7 separate regions of the Mus musculus genome follow, and regions 1, 2, 3, 4, 5 and 6 are each linked to region 7. The links are chromatin contacts, called in public HiChIP or PLAC-seq, capture Hi-C and promoter capture Hi-C maps. All regions are on one chromosome and are shown on one strand. The core of a region is the stretch at or near the end of the contact, and the rest is flanking DNA. Distances in the headings are between cores, read along the strand shown.

Region 1 (4,356 bases), core at 1,489-3,988, 920 kb before region 7:
CCCCATGTACTCTACCTTGCAGAGGTAGAGTACTCAGTGTGGCAGTGTCCTCCTGTACTCAGTGTGGCAGTGTCCCCTGTACTCAGTGTGGCAGTGTCCCCTGTACACAGTGTGGCAGTGTCCTCCCACTGAGCTGCAGCCACCCCAAGGACTAGAATCCTGTCTGTCTGCTGTGTGCTGGTCTCAAACACAGATGAGCTGGTGAGCATGTGAAGACATGCTGGCCTAACAGGCGCGTTCTGCACATATTTTATGACATGCTAATTTATGTGCATGGATTACCTTAGGTGAGATCACTATGCCCTCAGAACATGCAGGCTGTCTCTCTGGGGCCACTTTGGGGGTCAAACTCTTGGCCTTCTATGCCCAGAATGCCAATAGGCAATTGTGGGTGAGAAATGAACTGATTTGTAGTACGGTTCCAATCAACCTCACCACCCACTTAGCGTTGATAACTCACACCAGTGACTCAGGAGAGCTGGGGAACAGGGCTTGCCCTGCTGGCCCCAGCCCCTTGAGGAGAAGGTTGAGCATAAGGACAGAGCCTAGGGGCTTTTCAATTCTCTCCAGGGGCAGAGACTGCATGTGGTGAGCTGGTCTCTGGGACACTGGCTGTTACTTCTTCCTGGATGTTGCAGGACACTTTCTAAGAGAGCCTGAGATGAAGTTTAGAACATGGGACTGGGACCCACCCCTGTGGAAGAGAAGGGGTACGGGAGCAGAGCCAGTATGCAGATCTCAGCTAACCTAAAGCCCAAAGCTGAAGTGCAGTCAGGGGTACCCAGCCTTTGTACCAAAATGGACCAACTGCTATATGTAGATAGCTGGGAAGGCCAGCTAGCTTTCTGCAGCTAAGACCACACTCCGGCAGCTGAGGACAAGTGTTTTCTTAAACAGGAGCCTAGGTACCTGGCATGGTGGTACACCCAGCACGTGGCAGGCAGGTGGATCACTGTGAGTTCAAGCCCAGCCTGGTCTACACAGACAGCTCCAGGCCAACCAAGAGCCTATCTCAAAAAAAAAAAAAAAAAAAAAACAAACGGAAGTCTAGACAATGCTTCTCTTTTCCTTTTTAAAATTGTTTTAGATCTATTTATTTTATTTTACGTGTCTGAATGATCTGCCTGCATGTGAGTAATGCACTATTCGTGTGCCGGCTGCTAGGTCAGAATAAGTCCCTGGCTCCACTGGAATTGTTGTAAGTGGTTGTGAGCCACCCTGTGGGTGCTGGGAATCAAACCTGGGTCTTCTGCAAGAGTAACTCTCAGCCCCAAGATAGCAAGATATTTAACATGAGGCCCAGTGGATGATCTTCAGGTCATTGAGGGCAAGCCCTTGAAGTGAGTAGTGAGACCTTCATCTCCTCTGGAGAGGTTTTTGATTTCTCAGCCATAAAATGAAGGGGTTGAGTCTTCCGTGTCTTCCTGCTATGCTTTGTCTGTCTGTCTTTCTTTTGTTTTGGTTGATTTTGGTTTTAGTTTGAAGCCCTGGCTGTCCTGGAACTAACAGAAATTCTCCTGCCTCTGTCTCCTGAGTTCTGGGATTAAAGGTGTGCACCCCCAGCACCCTCTCTTGATATGTATTTCATTTTAAGGGGCTGGAGAGATGATTAGCCTGCACACTGCTCTTTCAGAGAACCAAATTTTGTCCTGGGCACCCACATAGGCCTACCCATGATCCCCTTTAATGACAGCTCCTGGGGATCCAGCACCCTCTTCTGGTCGCCAAGGAAACCTGCGTGCACAAATGTACACACACAAAATTAAAATTGAAATGCAAAAACTGTTCCCAAAATGTACTGCTACCATCATGCGGGGGACTTGCCCCACCCAACGTCGCTCACACACTAGGCAAGTACTCTGCTACTGGGCTGCATGTAACACCCTTCCCATGCAGACCTATGCAGACCTGCAGCCCAAACCTGAAATGTACCCAGAGCTGCCCAATTGATTGCACCAAAATGGGCCAACCATTATATGTGGCCACCTGAGAAGGGTATGACCTTGGCACAAATGGCTTGCTGTAGCTGAGGCCACCTGTTGGCCACACTCCAGCAGCTGATGGCCACTGTTTTCTCAAACAGGAGTCTAGGCACCTAGTGTGGTAGTGGATAACTAAACTCAGCATTTGGGAGACAGAAGCAGATGGAGCGCTGTGAGTTCAAGGCCAGCCTGGTCTACACAGCAGGTTCTAATACAGAGTTTTAAATACTAGTGTAATTTTCCTTTTGCTGTAATTTTTCTTTCTTTTTATTTTAATTTGGTCTGTTAACTGTGTTTTGGTTTTGATCTCTACTGAGACTTTGTTTTACGGGCTAGTTAGAAGAGCTGAGGTGCATTCAGAGATTGAACAAGACGCCATCTTTTTCCCCATCTAAGTTTCAGGTCCATGTAAGGGCTCCCTCACTCACTTGCCCTATCCTGCCTTATTCTGAGATATTGGATATCTGTGAAAAACAGCTCCTGGCTAGGGCGCACCTCCAACCCCTCCCAAGTCTCTCTAGCCTCTTGTAGCCTAGGCCACCCCTTCCAGGCTGCTTCTCTTTTGAGTTCCAGGTCATTAGCAGAGACGATGACCTTGACCCTAGCCCAGACCCTGCAAATGAAGGGCCTGCCTCTAAACAGCGTGGAACAATTTGACCCAAGAGACCTTCTGTGACCAGTCATGCTGTCACCCTCTTTAGACAGTGCTCCACCATGGCAGTGCCCAGACATAAAAAGGTCGGTCTGGGCCGGAGAAACCATCACCTACAGCGGATCTCAGACTGAGCACCATCGCCATGGCCTGCCCCAGTCTCGCTTGCTGCCTGCTTGGCTTACTGGCTCTGACCTCGGCCTGCTACATCCAGAACTGCCCCCTGGGCGGCAAGAGGGCTGTGCTGGACCTGGATATGCGCAAGGTGAGTCTCCCCGACCCTGTCCCTTCCCTTCCCGTTCTGGCGATGCTAAGGACCAGAGAAGCTCTCCCACCTACAGAGAGCATTCCCGCACACTTGCCAGCCCTACCAAGGCCTCGCGTGGGAACCCAGGGCTTTGGGAAGTGTTAGGCTCCCTCTTGACGCCGTGAAGGTAACGACAATGCCGGAGCACCCACTGCCCCTCGCTCTGCCACAGTCCGGATTCGGATTGTGCACGGCGCCCACCCGCATCCTTCCCCACAGTGTCTCCCCTGCGGCCCGGGCGGCAAAGGACGCTGCTTCGGACCAAGCATCTGCTGCGCGGACGAGCTGGGCTGCTTCGTGGGCACCGCCGAGGCGCTGCGCTGCCAGGAGGAGAACTACCTGCCTTCGCCCTGCCAGTCTGGCCAGAAGCCCTGCGGGAGCGGAGGCCGCTGCGCCGCCACAGGCATCTGCTGCAGCCCGGGTGAGCAGGAGGGGGCCCAGCAGGGTGACCCGGCAAGGAGCCGTCGGGTTTGCAGCTCAGAACACTGACCCATTTCTCTTGCAGATGGCTGCCGCACAGACCCCGCCTGCGACCCTGAGTCTGCCTTCTCGGAGCGCTGAGCCCACTTTCTGGGAATACCTTTAGCGCGCTTCCTTCGTTCCCCATGGCCACTGCCAGAAAAAAAAAAAAAAAAGAAAAGAAAAGAAAAGAAAAGAAAAATAAAGTAGATTTCCTCTTCAAACTTGACTGGTGTCTAATTGTCGGAAACGGGAGGGAGGAAAGGCACCGGGAACGCCGTGGATCTTGGCATTTTGTAGCAAAAACAGTCCAGCAGGCTGCTCGGGGACCGAGGGGTGCTCTATGGGCTGCCATCTCCCATTAGCCCCATTTCCATTTCAACTGGGCTGGGCCTGATAGACTTAAGAGAAGAATTTGGAAGTCCAAACAGCAACGGTGGACTTCTGTGGGAAAGGGCAACGCCTAACAGGGGACTGAGGAGCCTAACAAGGCAGGCTAGGAGGCAGGGGAACTAGTTCAGTCACTTCCATATCTGAGAGGGGGCTTTAGCTGTGACCTCAGAGGTTGAGGGGGCAATCCTGGCCTAGAAGGCAGGGTCTTGGCCAGGGGAGGGTAGTTACAGAACCATAAGGTTTCCACAGAGCTGAATTCTCACGCAGGCCCCAAGGAAACCACAGCTGGAAAGATCAAGAACCAACTGGCCTCTCCTCTGCTGTCCCCAGGGTCGGGCCTGAGCTGGGGGTGGGGGTGGGGGGCGGGGGGGGGGCTGCCCGCCTCTGCAGGACAGCGTGCTCTGGGGAGACATGGGATCTAAGAGCCAGTGGGCACAAGTGACCACAAAGCACGGAGCCCACAGACAAGCAGAAATCCACAATCTATACTGCTCCCTTACTGCTGGATTAAAATACCGCCCTTGCCACGAAGCGCGCCTCACTTGGCTGCCAGTGTTCTCAGC
Region 2 (3,917 bases), core at 852-3,351, 830 kb before region 7:
CCTGTATGTTCTAGTCAGGAACTGATGAGTGTCTCAGACTCCTTCAACCTTACCTACAACCTCCCAAAGGAGCTTTATCTTTAAAATAAAGGATGCTTTATCGTAACAGAGCCAGACAGAAAAAAATAACCCTAACCTCAGGACTACTCCAGGGCCAGCTGAAAATAACTGATACGCTGATGCCTGGGCCTCAGAGTATAGGACCCAAATCTGAGACAGGACGGACGGTGAAGAGAGGGTCTCTTTGTTGCGGCTGGGTGCTGCTTTTGAAACGGCTATATAAGCATGGCTGGCCTGAAACTTCCCATGCTCCTGCCTCTGTTTTCTGAGTGCAGGAGTTATAAGCATGCACACATACCCACTGAAGGTCTCTTTTTAAGACAAAGGGGCTAATAATCCCAAGGAGTCAAAGCCAAAGCCCAATTTCCCCTAAATTCTCTTCTTCCTACCAAGCCAGACTTCAAGTACTAGAGAAGACACATTCTTTCCCACAACCATGCGGATTTTGTAAGACTCCAAGTGTCTGCTGTGTGGATGTAAATATCAGCTGAAATGTCTCTATTTCTAAGCACTTATTCTAGGGTTACAGCTAATTGCACTGAACCAAGATGAAGGAAGTGACGCCCAATAGAACAGGGATTGAGTTAAGAAATGCTGACTTCAAGGACCAAAGCCCAGGCCCAAGACTCCAGTCCTACCACTAAATGTCCTTCCTCCACTGGCTTCATGCTCCTTGTGTGTCTCTAGCTTGGGAGACTTCCGAACGCCTTTAATCCAGCCCTCCCCCAGGCTGGGCCCTCTTACCTGGAATAACAGTTTGACCCACATTCTCATCCCCGTCTTCCCAGGCCACTCGCTGGGCTCGACGCTGGGCCTGTAGACGGCTGCCCAAGTCCCTCCGACGCCGGGGTCTGCTTCCAGTTCTCTGTTCTTCAGACTCCTGGGGCAAAGAGCGGCCTACCTGGCCTGCTCCTGCCCTCTCTTCCTCATTGTGCAGTGGTTCTCCGTCAGCTTTTGGGAGGGAGGAATCATAACACTGTCAAGCAGCCCATCTTCAAGAGAGTGAAGCACAGGATCTTGGGAGTCTCATCCCCCTGCTGAACCACCTCAGACTATTGCTGCCCACAGCACCAAGTCCCAACTTAGGTTTGTCAAGGCCTTTTTTGTACGCACACTTTGGCCTGATGCTCACTTCTCATTTCCTACCTCCTTTGATATCTTCATCTTGAACAGGCGACCTGTGAGGATACTCTCACCCTGAGGTTTACAGATCTCGCTCCATGCCCGCTGCAAGATTACATTTACTTCTTGCTATGTTATGATTTTATAGGGTACGCCAACCAGAGACTACATGTCACAGTCGAGGCTGAATCGTCCCTCCCTGGAAGACTTGTTGGCAATCAGCTTTACCTCAGCTTCTGTCTCTTCTGCCCGTGGGACACAGAGGTGCTCTGAGGTGGCTTATGGGGTCAGGCATCAGAGAGATATATAGAAACTCCTACACTTACGTGAAATGTTAGTAAGGGGGACTGTCAGGTTGTCAGTGCCAGGCCACTTCTAACCCTGGTGGAGGCGAGGCAAAGCAGCATGGGTGCCCTCTTTGGCGGGAGATGCATTCAGTTTCCTAAGGCTGCTTAGCCCTCCTACTCCTAGTAAGCGGAACACACTGGGCAGGATTAGAAAACCGGCAGCCTCTCCTATTGGTGCAGAGTAGAAAGGCAGGCTTGGTTCCTAGGTTGCATCCCCAGCTCTGGGCTCCGCGCTAATTCCGAGTGTGTCCTAAGGCGCGTGCGCAAAGCTCGGGCCAGCGCACAAGCTCCTCGTAAGCACAGGAAAGCTCGTCAGTGCATGCGCACGAGTCGAGGGCCTACCAAAGCCCAGGAACTCTGAAAAACGGATTCCTCCAGCCCTGGGACGGCGGCACCTCCTACCTGCTGCCGCCCGACCCCGGCTGCGAGTCAGGAAGAGGATCAGGCCGATGAGCAAAACTGCCGCCACCAGATACACCCAGGGCCCCACCATGACGACAGACAGCCGGGCAGCGCAGCCAGCGCGCCTGCGGGATCCGGATCGCCAGGCCCCGCCCACTACCGTCCGCCCTGCCCAGCCGCTCGCTGAGCTCCGCCCCCACCCTGGGCTTGACCTGGGCCTCAGTTAACTGAAGAGTCCCTGATGCCACATTTGCTTGCCATCCCAGTGCTCGGGAAGTGGAGACTCGGAGACCAACATTTCAAGGTCGTCTCTGGCTATATGGCAACATGGAGGTCGTCTGCATTTAATGACGCTGACTGCTCTTCCAGTGGGCCAGGGTTCAGTTCGCAGCACCCACATAGTGGCTTACAACCTTCTATTACTTCAATTCCAGGGGACCCAAAACCCTCTTCAGACCCTCTCGAGTGTCAGGCACGCAGGTTATACACAGATATGCATACCTGCGAAACACTCATACACGTCAAATAAGTGTTTAAGAAAAAAAGAAAGAAAAAGGAAGAAAATAGTGGGGCGAGTAAGTAGGGGACTAAGCTGGGGTTGTAGATTAGTAGTAGAGCACTCATGGCCAAGGCCCTTAGTTTAATTTGGAGCACTGAAAAATGCAACGTGTGTACGAATATCTTATTAATACTGCAAGTTAGGCATCCATTGTATTACTTTCTGTAAATGTGGAATGTTTTGTAATTTGTTTCTCAATGTTGATAAACCTAAGGCCTTCCAGGCGTCAGGCAAGCGCTGTTACGGTAAGCTTTATCTCTAGCACCTACGTTCTTTCCGTATATTTGGAGATTTAGATCCATGTTCGGCTGAAGGTTGAGGCTTTGCTGGAATTTTATCGCAGCTGCCCCCCACCTTTAGTTGTTTGGTTTTGTTCTGAGACAGGGTATCTGGTAGCCTAGGCTGGCCTTGGACTTGGTGTATAGTAGATGGTGACTTTAAACTGATCCTTTGCTTCTGCCTCATAAGTGCCTGGATTATATGGGAGTACAGGTGTGCACCCTGATGTCCAGACGCTCCTCCATCTTTTGAGGATGGGTTGTTTTGTTTTAGTTCTTTGAGCTCTCATTATATGGCCCTGCCTGGCCTAGAACTCAATATGTACACAAGGCTGGCCACAAACTTAGAGGGATCTGCTTGCCTCTTCCTTGGTTATAATTAAAGGCATGTGGCACCACAGACCTGCCTGGCTCCTGAATTATTATTATTTTTTTTCCGAGACAGGGTTTCTCTGTGTAGCCCTGGCTGTCCTGGAACTCACTCTGTAGACCAGGCTGACCTCGAACTCAGAAATCCACCTGCCTCTGCCTCCCAAGTGCTGGGATTAAAGGCGTGTGCCACCACACCTGGCTGGCTTCTTAACAAATGTTATTTTATATGTGATATATATATATATATATATATGTATATTAATTACCTGGCCTATATATGTAATATATATGCTTATATGTGATTATATATATATATAAAATCTAGTACCTGTTCTCTCTCTCTCTCTCTCTCTCTATATATATATATATACATATATATATATATATATATATATATATATATATATTTGTGTGTGTTTGTGACTTCTTGGATGTTAAATGCCTCAGCTTCTCTCTCTCTCTCTCTCTCTCTCTCTCTAACCTTTGCTTTAAAAACCTCTACTTCTCCACTTTTCTGAGGATTCCCTTTAACTTCATGAAAGAGAGAGACAAGTGACATGCAGGAAGGGCCATGTTACTCAGCCCAGCCTTTCCCAGCCAACTCTAATGAACCACAGGTCCTCAAAAAATAACACCATCGAGGGGCAGTGAAGAGGACACTATGATCTGTCTCCAAAGACACTGTATACAGCAAAGCTTCTGAATTGTGTAACACGCAATATTAAGGTCACGAGCAAAGATTTGAGGAGAACATAGCTTTGGCTACTCTGTGAGGAC
Region 3 (3,929 bases), core at 887-3,386, 790 kb before region 7:
TAAACAACATGGGAAGGCTAGGGATGCAGCTCGATGTGTAGAATATGTGCCTAACCTGCATGAAACCCAGAGTTCACGCCCCAGTACCCTGTAAACCTGGTTTGGTGGTACAAGCTTGTAATCTTAATATTTGGATATAATTGGAAATTCAAGTTCTTATTTGGCTACATGGGGAGTTTTAGGCCAGCCCAGGCTACATGAGGATTTCTTTTTTCTTTTTCTCAAACAAAATCAAATGAGACAAAACAAAGAAACAAAGGGTAGACAGATAAGCAGCATAGAGCCAAATGCAGAGAAGGAGCTAGCCAGTTGAAGCAGGGACAATTGCAGCCTCTCTCTCCAGGACCACATGAGGCCCAACAGGACAAGGCATAGTATAGCATGTGGCCTAAGCTGGCCAGATATGAAGGGCCCGGGAATACTGAGCCACAGGAGAAAACTGTAAGCGGCACTGGTAGCCTAATCTGCCCTCCCAAGACCTCCGCACCCCTGGTTGCTTGCCTTTGGCCAGTCTCATCAGCTGCCTACTCAGCAAGCCACACGGCCTTCGGACAGGTGGGAGCTAACCACCCCAGCAATGGGCTATGGACAAGTGGCTCTGCCTGGGGTTCATTGATGGGTACACAGGCTGAGTTCCCCAGATTTTCTAGATACACACCTGAGAAGTATTCACCGGAGTCCTGACAGTGTTCATTCTGTGACATGGCCCAAGGACAGTTTTCTACAAAAGAAGCCAAAGAATAGTCACCAATCCTGTGGACCAGCCCTGGACAGCCTTAGTTCACCCCATGCCTGATGATTCCTCATCCTTCCTAGGAACACATGCAAGCCCACTTGCATGAGAGAGGTGGGGGTCAAAGTACTATGTAGGGGAGCCTGCAGTGTCTGGGATGACCATCCTTACTGTAAGGTATTAAATCCCTTAGTCTGCCTAGTATGGACTTCCTATGCGTGCCAGGGAAGTGAAGAGTACTTCCTCAGGTCATGTCATCACTAAATTATCATCAGTACTCGGCTCATTAATCCAAGCGTCTCTGACTGAGCCCCATCCAGTTCTGGAGGAAGACAACTGGAAATCGCCTCCTCCCTGGATCCAGCCCAGCCTCGCCCAGCACTTTGAGGTGGGGGTGAGCCTCTCCTCAGATCTGCCCTGGTTGCCAAGGGCCACACATGCCCATCTCAGACGCAGTTCTTCCCATCTCTTCAATGGCCTAGGGGTCACCCAGGGGACCGACCCAGCAACTGCCTCTATCCCAGGGTTGTACCGTGTCCTGCGATGCCGGAAAGAAGGGGTAGAGTGGGTGTGCAGTACACAGAGATTGGAGGTACTATCCGAGATGTTTGTGCAAAGAAGGACGCACGGGAGGATGGGCCTGTACGAGAAAAAGATGTAGTCCATGTTTGCAGCCACTGAGAGTGAGTAGATGGGCAGGATTTGGAGGCACTTGGGGCGGTAGCTAAGGGGAACAGACCACACCCACGTGCAGGTGAGTGGCCGGATACACCCAGCTCTGATGAATCGTAACTCTAGGCGGCGGAACGCAATCCGGTGCTGAGGACACCAAAGCGCCACCCTGCCCATTTCGGAGCTCCCAACCCTCCCCTCCGCCGGCTACGTTACATCTTTCCTTCAGTTGCTGAGGGTGTGTGTGTCAAGACCGCGAACGCAGAACAAACACGGACAGGATGCCCACGGTGTCCCAGGCCGCCCCTTGCCCCGCGCGCGCGCACTGACATTCGGAACTCTTTTGGTCGAACCCCTCCGGAGGCGCAAAGCCGGCACAGCCTCTCGCCCACCCAGGCCTGAGAGGCCGGCGCTGGCATACACGCCTGGCGTGGCCATGGCCCGGGCTTCTCAATCAGGACTCCGTGGTTCTGGGCCGGCTCGCAGCTGGAGCCGGCGACACTCCTGCGAGCCGCGCCGCGCTCCTAACCGTGCGGCGTGAGGCTGCTTCCAGCCAAAGTCGCGCCCTCACCCGCGAGGTCTGTTCTGGATCCTCGGCGGCTCGCGTGCGCAGGCCTGAGAGTCGTGGGGTGCCGGCCTGGGAGGGACTACGAAGTTTCAGAGCAGTGCAGGGACACTCACTGGAGCCCGGAGGGAAGGGGCGCGCCTGTTTTAAAAGCTTGGAGGAACTCCGCCCCCACCTTAGCTGTACGCCACTGACTGCCACACCCTCGGGCTGCCGAATCGCCCCCAACCCTCCCTTGCCGCGCCCCTTTGCCCTCGCCACGCCCCCGACCGCCAGGGCGGTCCCCAACCCCCGCCTACGCCGCTTTCTGCACTTGCCCGTGGGCTAGCGCCCTAAGCCGCCCACGCTCCCGCGTGTTCACCCGCTGGCGCCCGCTCTCGGTTCCGCATCCCTCTCCCAGGTTAGGAAGTGGCCGGGTCTCTGGAGAGCGGCTTGCGGTGAGTTCTGATAAGTGCGTTGAGCACCTCTTTCCTTAACCCCAACCCAACCTTCGGTGGCTTCCCAGTGATTCTACAGACCTTGAGCTTCCTATTGTCCCTGGGGCACACACTTAAGTAAAGTACTATTCTCCAGCCACTCCTTCCCACTCCGTGATAGCTTCCACACAGTTCCTTTCACTGTTGCTCAAGCGTGTTAGGGGGTGGGTGAGTTGGAAAGGCATTTGGAGTGTTGCGGGAATTTGCATATAAATAGGCATGGTGAGCCAAGTTGGCATTCGGATTGAAGGTACGGAGGGTCCTGAAGTCTCCCCTACACACACACACACACACACACACACACACACACACACAGACGCGCGCGCTCGTTATTCCAGGATCCCTCCCATCTCTAAGAACCGTGATGACTCAGGGATAGCCGCACGCTGCCTTTGTTGGGGTAAGCAGGCCCTGGGAGGAGGCTACATGCCATGTTGTTCACTTAGCTCTTAGGAACTCCTCTCAGTATCTTCTCCTTAGAATCCTAGCCCTAAACCCGGCAGTTGTGGCGCACGCCTTTAATCCCAACACTTGGGAGGCAGAGGCAGATGGATTTTTTGAGTTTGAGGCCAGCCTGGTCTACAAAGTGAGTTCCAGGACAGCCAGGGCTACACAGAGAAACCCTGTCTCGAACACTCCCCTTCCCCCCAAAAAAAAGACTCCTAGCTCTATCCAGGCTGGTGGTGTTGCAGGGTGGGGGTTCAGGAAAGCTGAAGAGCCTGGCAGAATGGCTGACTCAGGGTCGGGATCCCTCTTCCACCCCAGTCTCTCATGTTATGTCTTTTGCATAGCTTCCTAGCAGCACCCCAATACTTGGTTGGTCCAAACCCTTCCAGTTCCAGAAAATCTCTGGAGACTTAAGGAACAATTTCCCCAACCTCTCCTTATTAGGAGGAGAAAGGAGCCAGGAGTACCCACTCCCACCCCCACCCCAGTCTGTAGACTCCTGCACCACTGTCTCAGAGGACCGAAGTGTGACCTTTCCCCCTTCAGCCCTTTTGGCAGTGTTTAAGGAATGGTTTCCTTCGTTTTCCCACCCGCCCTGTGCTGTGCAGGCCAGAGGCTGAAAGGGCAAACCGACACTGAAGCCCTTCTCCTGCCTTTGCTACATTGGGTGATGACATGAGCAGGCAGGCTAGGGACCCCACCTATGCACATACCTCCCCTCCCCTTCCAGGTAGTGTCTAATGACTTTCCATGTACCTTTAAGCTCTGCCTACCCCTTGCCATGTCTTTCTTTTAGAATCTGGGGTGAGAAGCAACCGTTTAGTATCTCATTAAAAAAATGAAATAAAACAAGGCAGATGTGGCAGCACATGCTTTTAATCCCAGCACTCTGGGGGCAGAAGCAGGCAGATCTCTCCAAGTTTGAGGCCAGCCAGATCTACAGAGCAAGTTCTAGGCCAGCCAGAGCTACTTTGTGAGACCTTTTCTCAAAAGCAAAACTAACCAACCAAACACACACACACACACACACACACAC
Region 4 (4,027 bases), core at 754-3,253, 650 kb before region 7:
ATGCATTGTTTCATTACTATCTCATTGCTTTTCTTCCTTCACGGCTTAGTCATTCAATAAACACATTGCCAGAGTATATGAAGGAGTCCTGAGAAATGAAGAATGAGAATTAGTTTTGGGGCCTGCAGAATGGCTCAGTGGGTAAAGGCACTTGGCTGCCAAGAGACCTGGCTGAGTCCAATCCTGGTGACCCACATAGGAGAAAGGGAAGAAAAGACTCCTGGCAAGGTGTCCTCTGACCTTCATACTCCCAGTGGCAAGCACAGTGAGTCTCTCTCTCTCACATATACATACACACTACATATATACACACACAATACACACACATAAAACACATACACACACACAATACATGCATCTACACACACAAACACAGACACAATTTAAAAATAAAAAAGAAGCCAAGCAAAGTGGCTCATATCTTTAATCCCAGCACTGAGAAGCAAGTGGATCTGTGAGTTCAAAACCAGTCAGGCCTACAAAGTGAGTCTCTGTCTTAGGAAAAAAAAAGTCATTTTCATTCTTCATAGTTTTGATAAAAGACAACAAAACTCTACAAAACACAAGGCTAGATGTGCTATAGCACTTGTCCAGCAAAAGCAATGTATTGGGATTTGACCCTCAATACTAGAAAGAAACACACACACACAGACAGAGAGAGAGAGAAGAGAGAGACAGACATGAGAGAGGAGAGAGAGAGAGAGAGAGAGAGAGAACACAATACAACACTCAATCAAGAACACAGAAAAAGCCGGCCAGACACGGTGGCACAGACTCAGCATTCAGGAGGCAGAGGCAGGTGGATCTTTTCGGGTTCAAGGTCAGCCTGGTCTACAGTGAGACCCGGTCTCAATTAAAAAAAAAAAAAAAGACAGAAAATAGGATAAGCTATTCTAATATTAGTTGACAACCCCCACTCAAGGGAACAATAGCATATTGCTTTGCCAAATGGCTGCAAGTAAGCAAACAAAAAAGGCCTCTTCTGGTTTAATGACAGGTTAGCAGTACCCAAACCCCAATGACTCCTCCCTTCCCTTTCTTATAGGCTCCTACTGCAACACCTCCACCACTCCAACCTCCGCGTTTCTCTGGCAGCCGCATACTAGCTCCTTCACAAACAAAGCCCGGACGGCTATCAAGGTCAGCCCCAAAGACAGAGAGCAGAAATTGGAAACAGATCTTCTGTATGGAAAAGGGCAGGGCAGCACTCCCTAATATCAACTCCCCTTCCAGTCCACCCGCACTCCTTATCACGAACCTAGTGTCAGCCGCTCTGGGGGGTTCCGAGCCTCCTTTTCCCTCTCCATCCAGTTTCCTTTTTCTTCCTGCGCCCCCAATGACCTTCAAGCCCCTGAAACAGGTGCTCCCCAAGGGAAAGGGGTTGGATGCAGTGGCCAGGGACAGGTGAGCGGAGTTCCCTGTACACGCAGGGGACTGGAAACTCTATAATCGAGCGGCAGTCTGGGGCAAAGGGTCTGGACACCTAGGAGCAAAGGGGTTTACGCGGCAGTTTCGGGAGCTCCACTCGCGTGAACACAGGGCCTCTAGCGGTGGGCTGTCGGTGGGGAAGGTTTAAGGGAAAACCGGTCCATGGGGTGGGGATGTCACAATGGGGTCTTCCCGGAAACCGCAGTGGGTTGTCGAGCTACAGACATAGCAGGGTCCCTCCAGAAGGCCGCCTGTCCCTGGGCAAACGTTCTTCTCAGAGCCGTTTGAAACAATCCTCCGCAAGGAAGCCATATCAGACCACGCCCTGCCGCCCGAGGCGTAGCCGCCCCAAGGCGCATCCCGGGCCACCCTCGGCTGTCTCGACGCGGCATACCTGACGGAGGCCGCCCCACTGCCAAAGGTGCCAGCGAAGCGCGCGGGGGACAGCCCCAGCTGCTGGGGGTCGAACGAGTCCATGGAGGCTGGCGGCGTAGGACCTGGGGGCCGCGGAGGGTCGCTGGGGCCGGCACCGCTGCGGGCCAGCGGCAGGGCGGAGCGAGGGTGCGCCAAGGGGGCGGGGTCGGCGCGCGCGGGCACGCGGGGGCGGGGCGGGAGCGCGCGCAGCGGGGGCGTCAGTGTGAGTCCGGCCCAGCGCCGCACCGTGCTGCGGAGGAGCCAGACGGACTTGGGGTGCGGGCCGCCAGGCGCAGGCTCCGGGACACCACACCTCCGGGCCCTAAGGTCTCTCAGTGCGGTGAGGGTTCTGCGGGAGCTACAGCCACGCTCGCGGACGCGCCCGGGGCGGGGTCTCGCTCCCGCGAGGGCCGGGCTAGGCTTCTTCTGGTCTGTATTTGGCTTTATCTCTAGGTGTCCTGGACCGCTGCCTGGCTACAGTTATCTGTTTCACATCAGTTGCCTATCCATCCTTGGAACGTTCGGCCCCTTAGCGATGCGGCCTGTTGAGAGCACTGGCATCAGTGTGCTCACAGTATCCCAGGAGACGCCTGCCTTTGCAGTTCAGAGTCTGGATAGAATTGTTTCCAGCTGTGGGTCGGTGGGCCAGAAAAAATCTCAGAGCCCAAGTTCCTTCCTGCATAAAGTGGAGAGTTGCTTACTATATACAAGGTCTACTTTAGCATCACATATCGACCTTGTCAAGATGTCCTACGTGTCCTAAATTCATCTTTTCATGGTAAATTATAACACCACAAGACTAGTTTCCCTGCTACAATGATCAGCCTTTGAATTATTTATAAATAGTACTGGCTGAAAAAAATCCTTCTTCCACTCATAAAGATTTTAACAATCCCCAAGGTATCTCTTGCAGGTTTGAAAAAGAGAAGGAACTAAAATGCTTATTTTTATACTTAAAGGAAAATAAAATTTTGCCTTCAGACCCAACTCGTGAATGTGTAACCATTGTTTAGAGGTAACCAACACAGTATCTGAAAATCAGCCAATCAGAGACAGCCTCTCTTCAGGGGCTTCCAAATCAGCCAGTTATCAACAGCTTCTGAAACCCAGCTAATCATTGACAGCAGCCCAATCAGCAGCGCAATGACCAGGCTTCCGAATGAAAGAGCCTTTCTTAGCTGCTTTGTTCTGTAGACCACTGTTAACAGCCAGGAGACTGTAAATTGCTAAACAGTCAATTTATTGAAACACCTCGAGCTTTTACGCACCCAGTCATTATATACATCTCCAGCTCTGTTAATCAGCTTTGAGAATACATCTTTTCTCTACAAGCAAATGTGATATTCACCTTCTTCCTTCCTCCTCCATTTGGTATGTTTTATGTAGCCTAGGCTGACCTTGAACCCCTGAACTTGAACCCTTGAACTCTTGCTTCAACCTCCTAAATTCTGAGATTACAGGCCTGCATCATCATGTCCAGATGGAAGGCTACTACAATTTGTAGCACAGAACAAAATTGTGTGCCTTTGGTTGCTTGGCCAATGTCGTGGTATGCAGATATCACATCTTTTGTATTCATTTATCAGTTAATGAATATAGAAGCTTTTTTCCACACTTTCTGTGCCTTAGCTTAATGCCAATATGACCAAATACCGAAAGTTTTTGTGTAGACATGTTTTTAATTCTCCTGTATATGTAGTATACTCCTAGAAGTGTACTGCTTGATTATACTGAAAGTCTGTGTTTAATAATTTGAGGCATCTTTTTGTTTTCCAAAAAAGCTGCACCATTTATATTCACATTACCTAGGTGAGAGAGTCCCAATTGTTCCACGCGTTTCCAAACATTTAATATCTATCTTTGGATCGTAGTCATCTTACTGGATATGAGGCTGTAGTTTCCTTATGGTCATTTTTTCATGTGCTATTGGAGAGAAATAGTGTAAATGAGAATTCCTGGAAAAAAAAAAGCTGTGTCTGCAAAACTGATTGAAAACTGATCTTATTGGCCAGGTGTAACAAGTTCATGTTCCCAGGCTTAGGAACACACACGCACCCCACTTCTCTCCAAATGTCTTCTTAATTGTCTCTTAACTGAATATAGAATATAGAAATCGCTGTTATCTGAACCAAGGTGCATAAGTTGGAAAAACACATAACCAGTTGTCTGTTATGCCCTAATTAAC
Region 5 (4,075 bases), core at 941-3,440, 860 kb before region 7:
GCCCTGTCTGGTCTCAAACTCACAGAGCAGTGCCTCCTTTATCTCCTGAATGCTGCCATTAAAAATGTGCACCATGGTACTGGAGAGATGGTTCAGCAGATAAGAGCATTGACTGCTCTTCCAGAGGTCCTGAGTTCAATTCCCAGCAACCACATGGTGACTCCCAGCCATCTGTAGTGGGATCCGATGCCCTCTTCTGGTGTGTCTGAGGACAGCTACACATATACTCATATACATAAAATAAATAAATCTTTAAAAAAAAAAAAAAAAAAAGGCACCACCAGCCAAGCAAGGCCTCGCATGCCTTTAGTCCAGTACTCGAGAGGGAGAGGCAGTGAGATCTCATGAGTTCGAGTCCAGGACAGCCAGTGCTGGTTACAGTGAGAAACCTTGTCTTGTGGTGGCACTGGGGAGGGGAGGGGGGGAGGGGAGTGCACTACCATGGCTGGCCAGAATTCTTTTATATGAAAGGAGTCTTATGAAGCCTGGTGGTGGGAGTGGTGACAGAGCTAGTTTTTAATCCCAGCACTTGGGAGGCAGAGGTAGGTAGATGTCTGTGAGTTCAAGGCCAGTCTTATCTACAGGACAAATTCCAGGACAGCTAGCGCTATACAGAGAAACCCTGACTTGAAAAAAAAAAAAAAACAAAAAACAAAGAAAAAGAAAAGATGACTTACTGGCTGGAGAGATTGCTCAGTGTTTAAGAGTACTGGCTGCTCTTCCAGAGGATTGGGGTTTGATTTCCAGCGCTCACACTGTGGCTCACAATCAACCTTAATTCAAGTCCCAGGAGATCCAACGCCCTCTTCTGGCCTCCTCCAGCACTGCATACAAATGGTGCAGACATGCATAAATGGAAGTCACCCATACACATATAATAAAAAAATATAAATTGACCTATTTACATGATAAATGCCAAGACTCCGTTGGGGACCAAATAGATAAATAAATAAATAAATAAATAAATAGATAGATAGATAGATAGATAAATGAGAAAGACACACAGGCACATCAGTCCGGCACAACTCTCAGCTGTATGAAATAGTAGTCTTCAGATTTTATTTTGGTCTACCAAGCAGGACTAAATTCCCTAGGGCTAGCCTTCGGCAACTGAGGACAGTAAGCCTTAGAACCTAGTTCTAGAAAGGCAATGTTCTAAGCCGGGCACTGTTCTACGCCTTTAATCCCAGCACTCGGGAGGCAGAGGCAGGCGGATTTTCTGAGTTCGAGGCCAGCCTGGTCTACAAAGTGAGTTCCAGGACAGCCAGGGATATACAGAGAAGCCCTGTTTCGAAAAAACAAAAAACAAACAAACAAACAAAAAACAAAGGCACTGTTCTGGGTCCTCAGTGTGGGCAAAGTGCAGAAAACATGAGCACAAAATACCAGTTCCCTCTGACGTTGGAGTATCTATATATGAGCGTCACAGGATGAAGCAATGCCCAGATGCCTACACCAAGTGAGCAATGTAGCCTCTGAGAAGAGGCGTGAATCTATCGACTATAAAGGCTCCTGTCCAGAGTTCCCGAGTTAGAGCAAAAAGATCTTAACAGAAAAGGAGCAATTACTTCCTATCCCCGGGGGGAGAAAGAGAAGGGAGAACCACTCCTGGCCCGAGTTGGGTTTGTACAACCAGAAACTGCTTAAAATGAAGAAAGGATATTTGTCCTATTGCCTCACCCCGTCCTAAGCCCTACATCAAACGCTGCTCAAAGTGCTGGCGAAAAGCTGATCAGAAACGCCGACTCGCAGGCGCCGACCGAGACCCTAGGCTAAGTCACTTTGCTAGGGCTTCACGTGCACACTGGAACGGAGAGACCAGGGAGACTGCTATCACAACAGCCCCGTGAGAGACGCAGACTCGATCTCCACCTCGCAGGGGGCTAAAAGCGCCGTCCGGACCCACTCTCACAGCAGTCCGCCGTGATAAGGTGACCCTAGAGGGTGATGCTGAGAGGTGCTCCGGGGCGGCACGAGGACAGCCCGCGGGGAAGCGCAGCAGGCCCGGGAGAACCGGGATGGCGGAGCGCGCGGCCCGGACCCGGCGAGGCCAGAGTGCAGGCAGCAAGTCGAGCCACCTCGTCCTCCCCGGCCGCCCACTCACCTGAAGCCCGCGAAGGCAGCTCCCTAACTCCAGTCCCGGGCCGCCCCGGGTAAGTCAATGCACAGACTCCTGCATCAACCGCTCCACAACCCACTTCCGGCCAGCGGCCCTCACCTTCCGCTTACGTTGGTACCGGAGCCGCTGAGGTTCAAAAAACCGTAGTCGAAGTTTTCCATGACCATTTTCTAGTTTCTGACCTTAGAACATGGAGAGGGAAAAATATTATCCTGGATGGGTCGCTTTGAAAGTAATTGAGCAGAAGTAATTGGCACAGGTTCTGGGTTTTATGACTTTGAAGAAGTCACACAAACTTTTCAAGCCTAGTTTGTCATCTATACAAAGAGAATCATGATGCATTTCTAATAGTGAAAATGCTTTCAGAAGAGGAACTAGCAATGGATAGATGAAAATGTATGCAAGGATCCCGGCATAGGGATGCACGTCTTTAATCCCAGAACTAAAGAGGCAGAGGCAGGTGAATCTTTATGAATTCGAAGCCAGCCTGATCAAAATAGTTCCAGGACAACCATAGCTATATAAAGAGACCGGGAAGGGAAGGGAAGGGGGAAGGGGGAAGGGGGAAGGGGGAAGGGGGAAGGGGAAAAAAAGGGAAAAGGGGGGAAAAGGGGGGGAAGGGGGGAAAGGGGGGAAAGGGGGGAAAGGGGGGAAAAAGGGAAAAAAAGGGAAAAAAGGGAAAAAAGGGAAAAAAAGGGAAAAAGGGAAAAAAGGGAAAAAGGGAAAAAAAGGGAAAAGGGAAAAGGGAAGGGAAGGGAAGGGAAGGGAAGGGAAGGGAAGGGAAGGGAAGGGAAGGGAAGGGAAGGGAAGGGAAGGGAAGGGAAGGGAAGGGAAGGGAAAAGTGGAGCTGGAACTGAAGGTGGGTAGGTCAGGATGGTCTACCTCCCTTAGGAGGGCCTCACACGTGGCTGGTTTGGCTATCAAGGTAAGAAAGATTCTCCCAAGTCCTATGTAACAGAAGTGCCTGTCCCAGGCCTGTCGGTGTCTATTCAGTCTTCAGCCTTGTCAGTGCCATCTATTTGAGACGCTGTGAAGGAAAACTGAGAGAGATACCATACTTTCTCCAAGGCACTGGTGGGGAAACAGGCTATATAAGAGGTTGTGACAAAGAGATTTGAGACCAGCATCCCAGCTTCTGGGTTCTATGTAAGGCAGCCTGCCTGGCTGTGAACATTTGAACATCTGTGCCTTCCAGACCATTGGTAACATGGCCCTCACTGACTGGGGACTTCTTACCTGATTACAACCTGCTCATGAACCCAGAGTGAAAAATCCCACCCCCAGGGGACAAACTTTGATTGCTCCTGGGCAGCCATGACAATCTAGTTTCTCTTTGCAAAATGCTGTTTCCTAGTCTCCTATGAAGTGGGAGGAGCTTATAGCCCACCTCTAGTCAACAGTACTGGAAAGGAAGAGTTATTGCATGCTTCTAGGACTTTCTTGGCTTGCGCATATGGAGGCCAGAGGTCACCATCAGGCAACTTCCTCAATTACTGTCTACCTTACTTTTTGAGACAGTGTCCATCACTGTAACTGGAGCTCACAGATTCTGATTGGATGATTAGTAACAGACCTAGTGGCTCCTGTGCTGGGGTTACAGACAGAACAGGCTTCAGGGCCTGCTCTTATATTGTTGTTGCTGATACAAATTCAGGTTTACATACCTGTATGGCAGGCACTTTATTGTTTGAGCCATTTCCCCAACACCCAGGAAAACTTTTTTCTTTTTAAGGTATCTGTATAATTTTTATAGGTTTGTTTGTTTGTTTGTTTGTTTGAGACAGTGTCTGACTGAGTAGCTGTTCTAGAACTCACTCTGTAGACCAGGTTGGCCTCAAAGATCTGCCTGTCTCTGCCTCCTGAGAACTGGGATTAAAGGTGTGTGCTACCACACCCAGCCTCAGGAAAACCTCCAATATCACGATGAACTGGTGCAAATCAATCTTCTCAAAGAGC
Region 6 (4,108 bases), core at 835-3,334, 650 kb after region 7:
ATTCCAGCCAGCCGCGGCTGCATATAAAGACCTTGTCTCAAAATAAATCAATATTCTGTGTAGTTTTACAAGGCTAGGCCTTGCCCTTTATCCCAGGCTGGCCTGTCTTCTTCCCATCTCCACCAGCTGGGCTGAGTTGCTAAGATTATACATTTACATCACCACACCCAGCCTAATTGCTTTTTAGTAGAGGTTTTAATCTCAGCATAATGTGCCATACTCAGAAAACTAAGTACCAGGCAAGTATCTGGAGTAAGGGGCAAGGGGTGGAACTTTAAACTGGACCTTAGAAGCTCTCCCTGACTTTGAGGCTGGCCTGGAGCAAGTTTCAGGTCAGCCAGGACAAAAAGAAAAAAAAAAAAAAATGCCACTCAAACACCCACTTTCTTTCCTCCCTTTTTTTTTTTTTTTTTTTAAGGTGGTGGTGGTCAAGACAAGGCTTCTCTGTGTAGCCCTGGCTGCCCCGAAACTCACTCTGTAGAGCAGGCTGGCCTTGAACTCAGAAATCCTGCCTGTGACTCCTGAGTGCTGGGATTAAGGATTCGTGCCACCACCGCCGGGCAAACACCTACTTTCTTACAGAAATTACTTCCCACAAGAATAAAACAGTGGTGGGAGTCGGGGTGATGGAAATACTCTGGTATAAAAAGAAAGAATCAGTTAACAGTTGAGCAAAAGACATTGTCTAGAGAACAGATACCTCATGCCTCGCTGATGTCTGCCTGAGGATGCTCAGGGCCTCCTTTTAACTAACTACCAGGTGTGTCATGAGTGCTAACACGGTGGACAGCCTCAACTGCCCAAAGCTATTAACTTTTGGATGAGCTAAGCATAGAGAGTAGTTCTAAAGTGACCCTGATAAGGTCAACTATAACCCAGCAGAGAATCCTGAACTTCTAAGAGGTGAAGAAGGCCTCTCACAAACTTCACCAGAGTCAAACACCTTAAAGGAGCAGGCCAGCAAAGTCACACAAGATGAAAGGGCAGATGAGAGAAACGGAGCAGGTGAGGCCTCAGCCCAATAGCACTCAAACAAAAAACAGAAAAATTTCAGCCACCTAGCCTAGCCTTCAGAAAGGAGAAAACTGCCTAAGGGAAGTCACATGGCCAGTTAATGACAGCTCAAACCAGGCTGTCTCAGGACTCAGATACCAGATCCTCACATCCCTGGCCGCCTTAGTTCAGAGGACCCAAGCGTCAGAAGGGATAGCATCTTCGCCATCATCCGGTCTCCCAGCACCGCAAAAAGCAGACTAACAGCTACTACAAATGCCCCAACCCCAAGTAGCCTTCAAAAAGCTAACTTTCTTCCCTGTGCACTTGCCCTCACCCCTTGCGCTGAAAATCAGGAGTTTCCCATCAGACCCGCTTAAAGCCCCTCATCCGGAATGAAGGCCGAGTTCCCATAGGCTACACATCTAATGGGACATCTCCGGCCAAACGATGAAGACAATTCTTCACCTTCAAGTTATCACACTCCAATGTCAATTTCTCGGTCAAGAGCGCAGGCAACAAGGCGACCCCGGACCCCTGCGGGGCAGGCCAGCGTGAAAGGTCGCAAGGTTGGTGCAGCGGCATCTAAAATTACTCCGTGTCGCCTTCCGCAAAGAGGGAAGGAAGCCAGACTGGAAACAGCACCGCCATCCCCCGCCCCTCGGGCTGACCCTGAATCCCCGGGCGCGGGGATGCGGGGCGCACCACCTGGGGAGGGGCGCGCAGCAAGCCACGCAGCACGGCGAGCCCACGGTGGCTGTCCCGGGGGCACCCGGCGGGGCGGCAGTGAGCGCCGGGGACGCACGGCCTGACACTGCAGCCGGGGCCGCCGGGCCGCGCGAGCCGGCGTGGGGGCGCAGGCCGCGCCGCGGGTGGGTGACAGCGCGCGGGGGCCGCGCGGGCCGGCCTCGTGGGCTCGGCGAGCAACCGGGGCTGCCGGCAGGTGCTGCCGCGGACCCGGCGTGGGGCGTGGGGCGCGGCGGCCCGGCTCTCACCTGCCTGCAGCTCGCTGGGCTCGCGTCCCGCCGATCGCACCGCTCGCGCCGCAGTGCCTGCCGCCGCCTTGGGTCCCCGCGGCAGCCGCCTGCAAAATGGCGCCGCGGAGGGGCGGGCCGGGGGCGGGAGCCGCGCAGCCGCCCGCCCCGCGCGCCGGCCCCTCCCCGCCCGACCCCCGGCTCCGCCCGCGCGCCCCGGGGCGCCGAGCCGCAGACCCTTCCCCACACACCTGCTCCGGGGGGGCCGCCTAGGATGCTCGACGCTCGCAGGCTCTCCCCTTCAGAGCCTCCTTTCTACCCTGCAGGACCCCAAGCCCTGCAGTAGCTGTGGGGTGACAGCGAGAGGGGTGCAGTGTACCCGGCTCAGTGGGTAACCCGCTTTAAAGCAATTTCGCGGCGTATCCAATTGGGCCGTCAGGCTTCCGAACTCGCTGGGGAAAGAGAGCCTCCTTGCTTATGCTGACGCGGGAGAAGACACACCAGGCTTGATTTCTCTGGGGCGTGTGTTCTGATAGAGCGGGTTTGGGGGCAACCTGCTATTCTGTATTTCTCAAGTGTACCCCCCAAGGAATGCCTGCTGGATGGGCACTTAGGCTGTGAGTCAAAAGGCCGCGTGTCAATAAACACATAGCACTTAGGCCGGGCAGTCTTGCCCAGGGGGGCATCATTAAAACTGGGTACCACCCCCAGCGGTGCTGAAACTGAAGTGTGGCTTCGAAATTTGCATTTCCAGGAAGTTTCTAGGTGATGCTGCAGGCGGTGGTCTAAGATACTAACTTGTAACTAAACCACGTTCTTACCTCCACCAAAACAAACAAAACCCTAATAATTAGCTCTCTCTTCTGTCTTCCATCTTGAAACCACTGTCTTGGTTGTTTTTCTAACCCAGTAATTCCTTTCATCCCCAAGCAACTCCGGAGAGCCATAAAGAATGGTCGACCACAGCTGACCTCATCTTTAAAAACAAAAAGCAGATTTTATTCCTGAATTGTTTATGTTTGGCAGTCTTGAGGACTGGTAGCACACTGATCAATAGAGGCATGCCGTAACCAGCAAAGACGGGCATTTTATAAAGTAGGCTAGTGCGGACGAGCTGAGAGAATCAATATATAATTCTCTAAGTCTCACACTAAAATAAAACCAGTGAGGCTTAGTGGTGCACACCTGTAATCCCGGCATTTTGCAGGCAGAGGCAGGAAGACGATGAATTTGAAGTCAGCCTGGGCTACTTAGACTCCTGTCTCAAAAAAAAAAAAAAAAAAAAAAAAAACCCTAAAAAACAGTAAGTTGAATTGTAAAATCCAGCATACCCTGGAAGACCATAGGTTAGTATTTCATCTTCACTGAAGATGAAGAAAAGAGATGATTCTGTAACCAGCACCAGAGAAGCACACAACTCTTTCTATGCCAGAGTTTCCAGCCACCCTTAAAAACATAATGTGTGTGTTCTGCTCCACAATATGGAACCTTTTGGAATAGAAGGCCTGTTCCAAGATCAAGAACCCCTGATCTTTTCAGTTCATCTCTTTTCTTCATTTCCCCCCATATATATTGTCTCCCACTCCCTAACTCCCCCTTTATAGTTTTACCTCCAATCCTAAAGCACTACCTCACTCCGGGTTTCCCCCCTCCCTCCCTGGTTTCCTGCATCTCTTCCTCCCCCACCCTCCGCACTCAACAAGCACTATAAAGCACCATCAGTCTCCCGCTTTCTCAGACGTCATCTGTGACCTTCTAAGTGCCAAATCCTTTTGCCTGTTTACAGATCTTTTTTTTTTTTTTTTCCTTCCTTGGCTTAGTAACATTCCATTGACTAACCCCCTCCTGGAGATGTTTTTATGTGATAAAGCCACTCAGCCTTCCTGACTGTCCCACTCTTTTCCACCCAGGTTGGTGATGGAAGGATTTCTCAGGTGTGGGCTTCTAAAGACGTTGGTCCCCTTGATGCCCTTTTCTCCTCAGGCTCCCCATGCTCTCTGCTTCTCACCACCCTCTTCCCCCATTACCTCTCTTTCCAGACCAGTCATTTCTGAACTTCTAGACACACTTCCCAAATGTTTCCAGAAACTATAAATGCCCCATTTGTGTGTGCCCCCCCCCCAGAGTGTACATGTACCGAG
Region 7 (3,899 bases), core at 6-2,505:
TCTACTTCTTGCTTCTTTGAGGCAGGCTTTCACTGTGTGGCTCAGCCTGGCCTTGAAGTTGGTATGTAGCCAAGGCTAGCCTTGAACTCTGTACCCCCCCCCCCCCCACATGGCCTTCTGAGGCTGGGATCACGAGCATGTGATCCACATCCAGGATCTCTCCGGGCTGAACCTACAGCGACCTGTGCTCAGCATTGCCTGGTTCCAGGTTGAAATCAGGGGAGGGCCCCCTCCAGAGACACAGTTCGGAGTAGAGGCTCTGCGGCCACCAGGGGCTTGTATTCCCTCGGACCAAGTGTTGACCTGGTGTAGTACCAGCAAAACATACGAAAAAACAGATTAGGAGGTGCAGAGATGAATAAAAAATAATTTTCTTACTTTTGTGTGTGTGTGTGGAGGGGGAGAGTTGGGGGTGGTTCAAGACAGGATTTCTCTGTTTGACTCTGGCTGTCCTACACTTACTCTGTGGTTCAGACTGGCTTTGAACTCAGAGATCCACCTGCTTCTAGAGGGATTCCGCAGTGGTCCTAAACCTGTGGGTTACTATCCCTTAGGGTTCCAACGACCTTTCATAGGGGTCGCATGTCAGATATTTATTTATGTTTCAATTCATAACAGTAGCAACATTACAGTTACGAAGTAGCAATGAAATAATTTTATGGTTGGGGGGTCACTACAACACGAGGAACTGTGTGTCAGCATTAGGAAGCTGGAGAACCACCAGATTAAAGGCATGTGCCACTATTGCCCGCTAAAAAATAATTGATACCAATTAATTTTTTTTTGAAAAAAGGAAAAAGTGCCACCTAGTATTAACGTTGGCTTTTATTAAAAGTTTGAGGGTTTTACTAGGGAAATACACTTTTTAAAAAGGGCCACTTCAGGACATGGGCTGGGTACTGAGAGGATGTGAGCATTCTTTTCCTTTCACCTGAGGTTCCTGGTTCCCGCCGGCACCCACCTGAGACCTGCAGGACGAGAGACAGTCCAGGACAAGAGGGGCCCTTTCTTCTTTTCAAAAGGGCGGCAGAGTCTGGGTAAACTGAGGTGGGCGCAGCGCTCTGACAGTGCCGGAAGACCTCGTCTGCTTTGCAGGGCGGGGCGTCGCGGGGCTGGCTCTGTTTCTGGGCGGATAGGTGGGTGAGGCGTCCCTTTTGCGAGATAGGGGAGTGCAGGTGGCTGTGCCGCGGGCAACTCCAGGCTGGGTGGCCTCGGGCTCCCCGCCCCCGGTGGGCGGGCCCGGGGCGGAGCACCCAGGCGGGGTGGGCCGGGGACGCGAGGCGGAGCGGGGCCCCCGCACAGGCCCCGGCGGCTGGCTCGGCCCTACGGTCCCGGCGGCGGCTGCAGGAGGAAGCCCAGTGGCTGCGGAGGAGGGGAGGCGGAGAGGCCGAGGCCGCTCGCGAAGACGCTCCCGGGCTCCGCAAGGAAAGGTACCGTGCGGCCTCCCCGACCCGGGCTCGGACAGCCACCGAGCCTCGTAGGCAAGGGGCTCCCGATGGAGGCCGGCGGCGGGCGGTGGGCAGAAGAGGCTGCCCGGGCTGGCCGCGACCCCGGGGTCCGGGCCGCATCCTCCGGACGCCCAGCGCGGCGGCGCAGACAAAGCCGGCGAGGCACTCGGTCGGCCCGGAGGGTGTGCGCTGTGGAGGGGAGGGAACACAGCTTGCGGCGGCGGCGGCGGCGGCGGCGGCCCGGCGTCTGCCGGTCTCCTTGGGACAGCTGGAGGAGTGGGGAGCCGCTCTCCCGCGGGTTGCCCCGGGGCTCACAGGCTGCCCGGCTTGGCCGGAGCCAGGCTGACGAAGGGAAGGGAGCAAGTCGCTTCGCCGGGAAGGGGTGCCGAGGCCGGCCGCCGGCTTGGAGGTGGCGCGGCTGTGGAGCAGGTGAGCGGTGCGCGGACCTTTTGGGTCTTGCACCTGAGCAAACCGCGCCGTGGCTGGCCCTTTCGTGAGCCGTGCCCACAGGTTGTTGGAGGAGCCAACTGATAGTGGCACAGCACCGTCCCGCCTGGGGTCCACTTGGCCGAGCTTGTGGGGGAAACAGCAGGTGCTGAGTGGAGGTCACCCAGGCTGGGGGTAAAGAGAAGGTCAAGAAAGTGTTTGAATGGCCCTCATTTATTTGTGTTCTGCTACCTCTGTCCCTTTCCTCTTACAGAGGAAGGAGCATTACAGGGCTTGAAGGGCCGCGCTTCCTCCTGGGCCCTGTGACCATCCCTTTAGATGTCCCTGGCATTTCTTACCCAGCAGGTTTTGAGAACAGTCTTTGTCCGCCCTCGTCATTTCACAGTCTCCCTGTTTGGCTTTGAACCTCATCCCCCGTCAGCCAGGCACCCAATTCCCATCACAAGGATCTCCTCGGAAGTTCTGACTTTAAGCAGTGCCCCTAAGAAGCAGGCACCCTTTCCTTCTGCAGTCCATCCAGGGCCGCTCTAGCAGGTTTTGCTTGCCTTGCAGTGTCTTTAGAAAGCTCTGTCCTAGAGTTGTATCTTTCCCTGGGTGCCCCAGTTCCTCCCTTCTACCAGCCTGCCCTAGCCTGTCCCCTTCCCCTTAGTTTTGCTGTTAAATGCTTGAGGGCCCCAGGGCTCTGTTCTCAGCATTTCCTCTCCTGACTGCCCTTCTTGCCATCCTCTGTTCACTTTCTACCCCTGTTTTTATTCTTTCTTATGATTAAAAAATTAATTTATGAATACAAAGATCTCTGTTTTTGACTTATTTTATGTGTACTAGTATTTTGCCTGCATGCATGTGTGTGAGGTTGTCAGATCCCTGGAACTGCATTACAAGTAAGCTGTCTTGTGGGTGGGTGCTGGGAACTTAACTCTTGGTTCTCTGGAAGAGCAGCAAGTGTGCTTAACCGATGAACCATCTCTCCAGCCCAGAACTCAAAGATCTTAAGTGGTTTCATGCTCATGATTTTCAGTGGCAGATCTTGTCTCTGGCCCTAGCTGGATCCTACCGGTCTTCTGATGTCTTAATGTGGACAAAGCAGAATCCTGACAATGTCGGGGGCAGGATTGACAATACTTGGGTCATGACATCTGAGAGTGGCTGATAATCTATCTCTTAGGACAGGCAGCTCGGACCCCTTTCCACCCACCCTTCACAGCCAGTCCTAGAACAAGGCCTCTTGGTCCTTTGCAGAGTTCATCTAGGGTCCATTCTCCGTGCTAGGATGAACTTTGCAGAGTTCATCTAGGGTCCATTACCCTTGCCTCAGGCTACTGCCCCACCCCAGTCACCTTTTAAGTGTCCCTAAATACTGTAGTAGCCTTCTCCCAGTGCACACACTTACCTTCTTTGCATCTATTTTTAACGGAGCAGCAAGAATAACATAGAACATTTTGATCAGATACTTTTATTTCTCGATGGCTTCTTATTACACTCAAATAAAATCTTAGAGCTTTCCCTTGGCCTAGTTGACCCTCTGTGACCTCTTAGCCTTATTTGACTCTTGACACCTTATTTTCTCCCTGTCAGACACTTCTATCTCTTCAATACCCTAAGCTTTTTCCTGACCCCAGGGGCTTTGCTTGTGGTATCTTCTATGACTTGAAGATTTTTTTCCCCTAGTGCTTTTACTGGTTATACTTTGCTTATATTTTTTAGTTCTAAATTTAAGTGTACCTTCCCAGGACACCATACTAGCCCATGTAGAGGACCTCTTCTACACATGAGCCATTGTAGAACTTGATTGTATATTGTATATGTAACTTCACTTTATGTGTAAGAGTTGATAACTCTTAGTTATAGTTGTCTCAACTTTGTTTGACTTCTTAACCTTGACTGGTTGGCCCATGGCTATACCTGAGGTATCTTGCTTGGTGTTCTGTAGGTAACACTCAGGAAAGCTTGATCCACAAAGATGAGGTTGGGCTGGACTAGAAAAAAAATGGGCATTACAGTTAG

Evidence for each region. Promoter capture Hi-C pulls out the DNA fragments that hold promoters and counts their contacts. HiChIP or PLAC-seq counts read pairs in DNA pulled down with a chosen protein or histone mark. Capture Hi-C pulls out chosen DNA fragments and counts their contacts.
Region 1: a contact with region 7 is called in a capture Hi-C map of embryonic stem cells, with 3 times the contacts expected there. The contact joins the promoter of Oxt here to the promoter of Smox in region 7. A contact is called at or near these places in 2 of 115 datasets of contacts at active chromatin or transcription factors (microglia and regulatory T cell precursor) and 1 of 9 other capture datasets (embryonic stem cells).
Region 2: an H3K27ac HiChIP or PLAC-seq map of embryonic stem cells shows a contact between it and region 7, with 7 times the contacts expected there. The contact joins the promoter of Ddrgk1 here to the promoter of Smox in region 7. A contact is called at or near these places in 1 of 39 promoter capture datasets (erythroid cells), 1 of 484 Hi-C or Micro-C datasets (embryonic stem cells) and 3 of 115 datasets of contacts at active chromatin or transcription factors (embryonic stem cells, pancreatic cancer cells and thymic regulatory T cells).
Region 3: a promoter capture Hi-C map of stem cell-derived epiblast-like cells shows a contact between it and region 7, with 2.9 times the contacts expected there. The contact joins the promoter of Slc4a11 here to the promoter of Smox in region 7. A contact is called at or near these places in 2 of 39 promoter capture datasets (embryonic stem cells and stem cell-derived epiblast-like cells) and 2 of 115 datasets of contacts at active chromatin or transcription factors (both in embryonic stem cells).
Region 4: a promoter capture Hi-C map of stem cell-derived epiblast-like cells shows a contact between it and region 7, with 4 times the contacts expected there. The contact joins the promoter of 4930402H24Rik here to the promoter of Smox in region 7. A contact is called at or near these places in 6 of 39 promoter capture datasets (embryonic stem cells, erythroid cells, hippocampal neurons and 3 more), 1 of 484 Hi-C or Micro-C datasets (embryonic stem cells) and 3 of 115 datasets of contacts at active chromatin or transcription factors (astrocytes, embryonic stem cells and pancreatic cancer cells).
Region 5: a contact with region 7 is called in an H3K4me3 HiChIP or PLAC-seq map of embryonic stem cells, with 5 times the contacts expected there. The contact joins the promoter of Fastkd5 here to the promoter of Smox in region 7.
Region 6: a promoter capture Hi-C map of hippocampal neurons shows a contact between it and region 7, with 3 times the contacts expected there. The contact joins the promoter of Slc23a2 here to the promoter of Smox in region 7. A contact is called at or near these places in 3 of 39 promoter capture datasets (cranial neural crest, hippocampal neurons and maxillary cranial neural crest), 2 of 484 Hi-C or Micro-C datasets (both in embryonic stem cells) and 3 of 115 datasets of contacts at active chromatin or transcription factors (astrocytes, microglia and thymic regulatory T cells).

What each region holds. Positions count from the first base shown.
Region 1 is chr2:130,573,431-130,577,786 of GRCm38.p6, forward strand. Oxt (oxytocin) reads left to right here and starts at 2,739. Exons shown (of 3, transcript NM_011025.4): 1 at 2,739-2,899; 2 at 3,161-3,362; 3 at 3,447-3,624. The coding sequence starts at 2,780. The coding sequence ends at 3,502.
Region 2 is chr2:130,662,544-130,666,460 of GRCm38.p6, forward strand. It overlaps Ddrgk1 (DDRGK domain containing 1), which reads right to left and starts at 2,102. Exons shown (of 9, transcript NM_029832.2): 1 at 1,932-2,102; 2 at 805-1,011. The coding sequence starts at 2,022. It also overlaps a transcript of Itpa not described here.
Region 3 is chr2:130,695,383-130,699,311 of GRCm38.p6, forward strand. Slc4a11 (solute carrier family 4, sodium bicarbonate transporter-like, member 11) reads right to left here and starts at 2,137. Exons shown (of 21, transcript NM_001081162.1): 1 at 1,977-2,137; 2 at 1,266-1,373; 3 at 659-721. The coding sequence starts at 704.
Region 4 is chr2:130,838,142-130,842,168 of GRCm38.p6, forward strand. It overlaps 4930402H24Rik (RIKEN cDNA 4930402H24 gene), which reads right to left and starts at 2,004. Exons shown (of 37, transcript NM_029432.2): 1 at 1,823-2,004. The coding sequence starts at 1,905.
Region 5 is chr2:130,627,812-130,631,886 of GRCm38.p6, forward strand. Fastkd5 (FAST kinase domains 5) reads right to left here and starts at 2,191. Exons shown (of 3, transcript NM_198176.3): 1 at 2,105-2,191; 2 at 678-824. It overlaps Ubox5 (U box domain containing 5), which reads right to left and starts at 2,227. Exons shown (of 7, transcript NM_001255993.1): 1 at 2,105-2,227; 2 at 678-824.
Region 6 is chr2:132,143,024-132,147,131 of GRCm38.p6, forward strand. Slc23a2 (solute carrier family 23 (nucleobase transporters), member 2) reads right to left here and starts at 2,085. Exons shown (of 16, transcript NM_018824.2): 1 at 1,989-2,085. Gm14051 (a long non-coding RNA gene) reads left to right here and starts at 556. Exons shown (of 3, transcript XR_866753.3): 1 at 556-1,562.
Region 7 is chr2:131,490,607-131,494,505 of GRCm38.p6, forward strand. It overlaps Smox (spermine oxidase), which reads left to right and starts at 1,256. Exons shown (of 7, transcript NM_145533.2): 1 at 1,256-1,430. It overlaps Gm30679, which reads right to left and starts at 1,670. Exons shown (of 2, transcript XM_030252306.1): 1 at 962-1,670. The coding sequence starts at 1,568.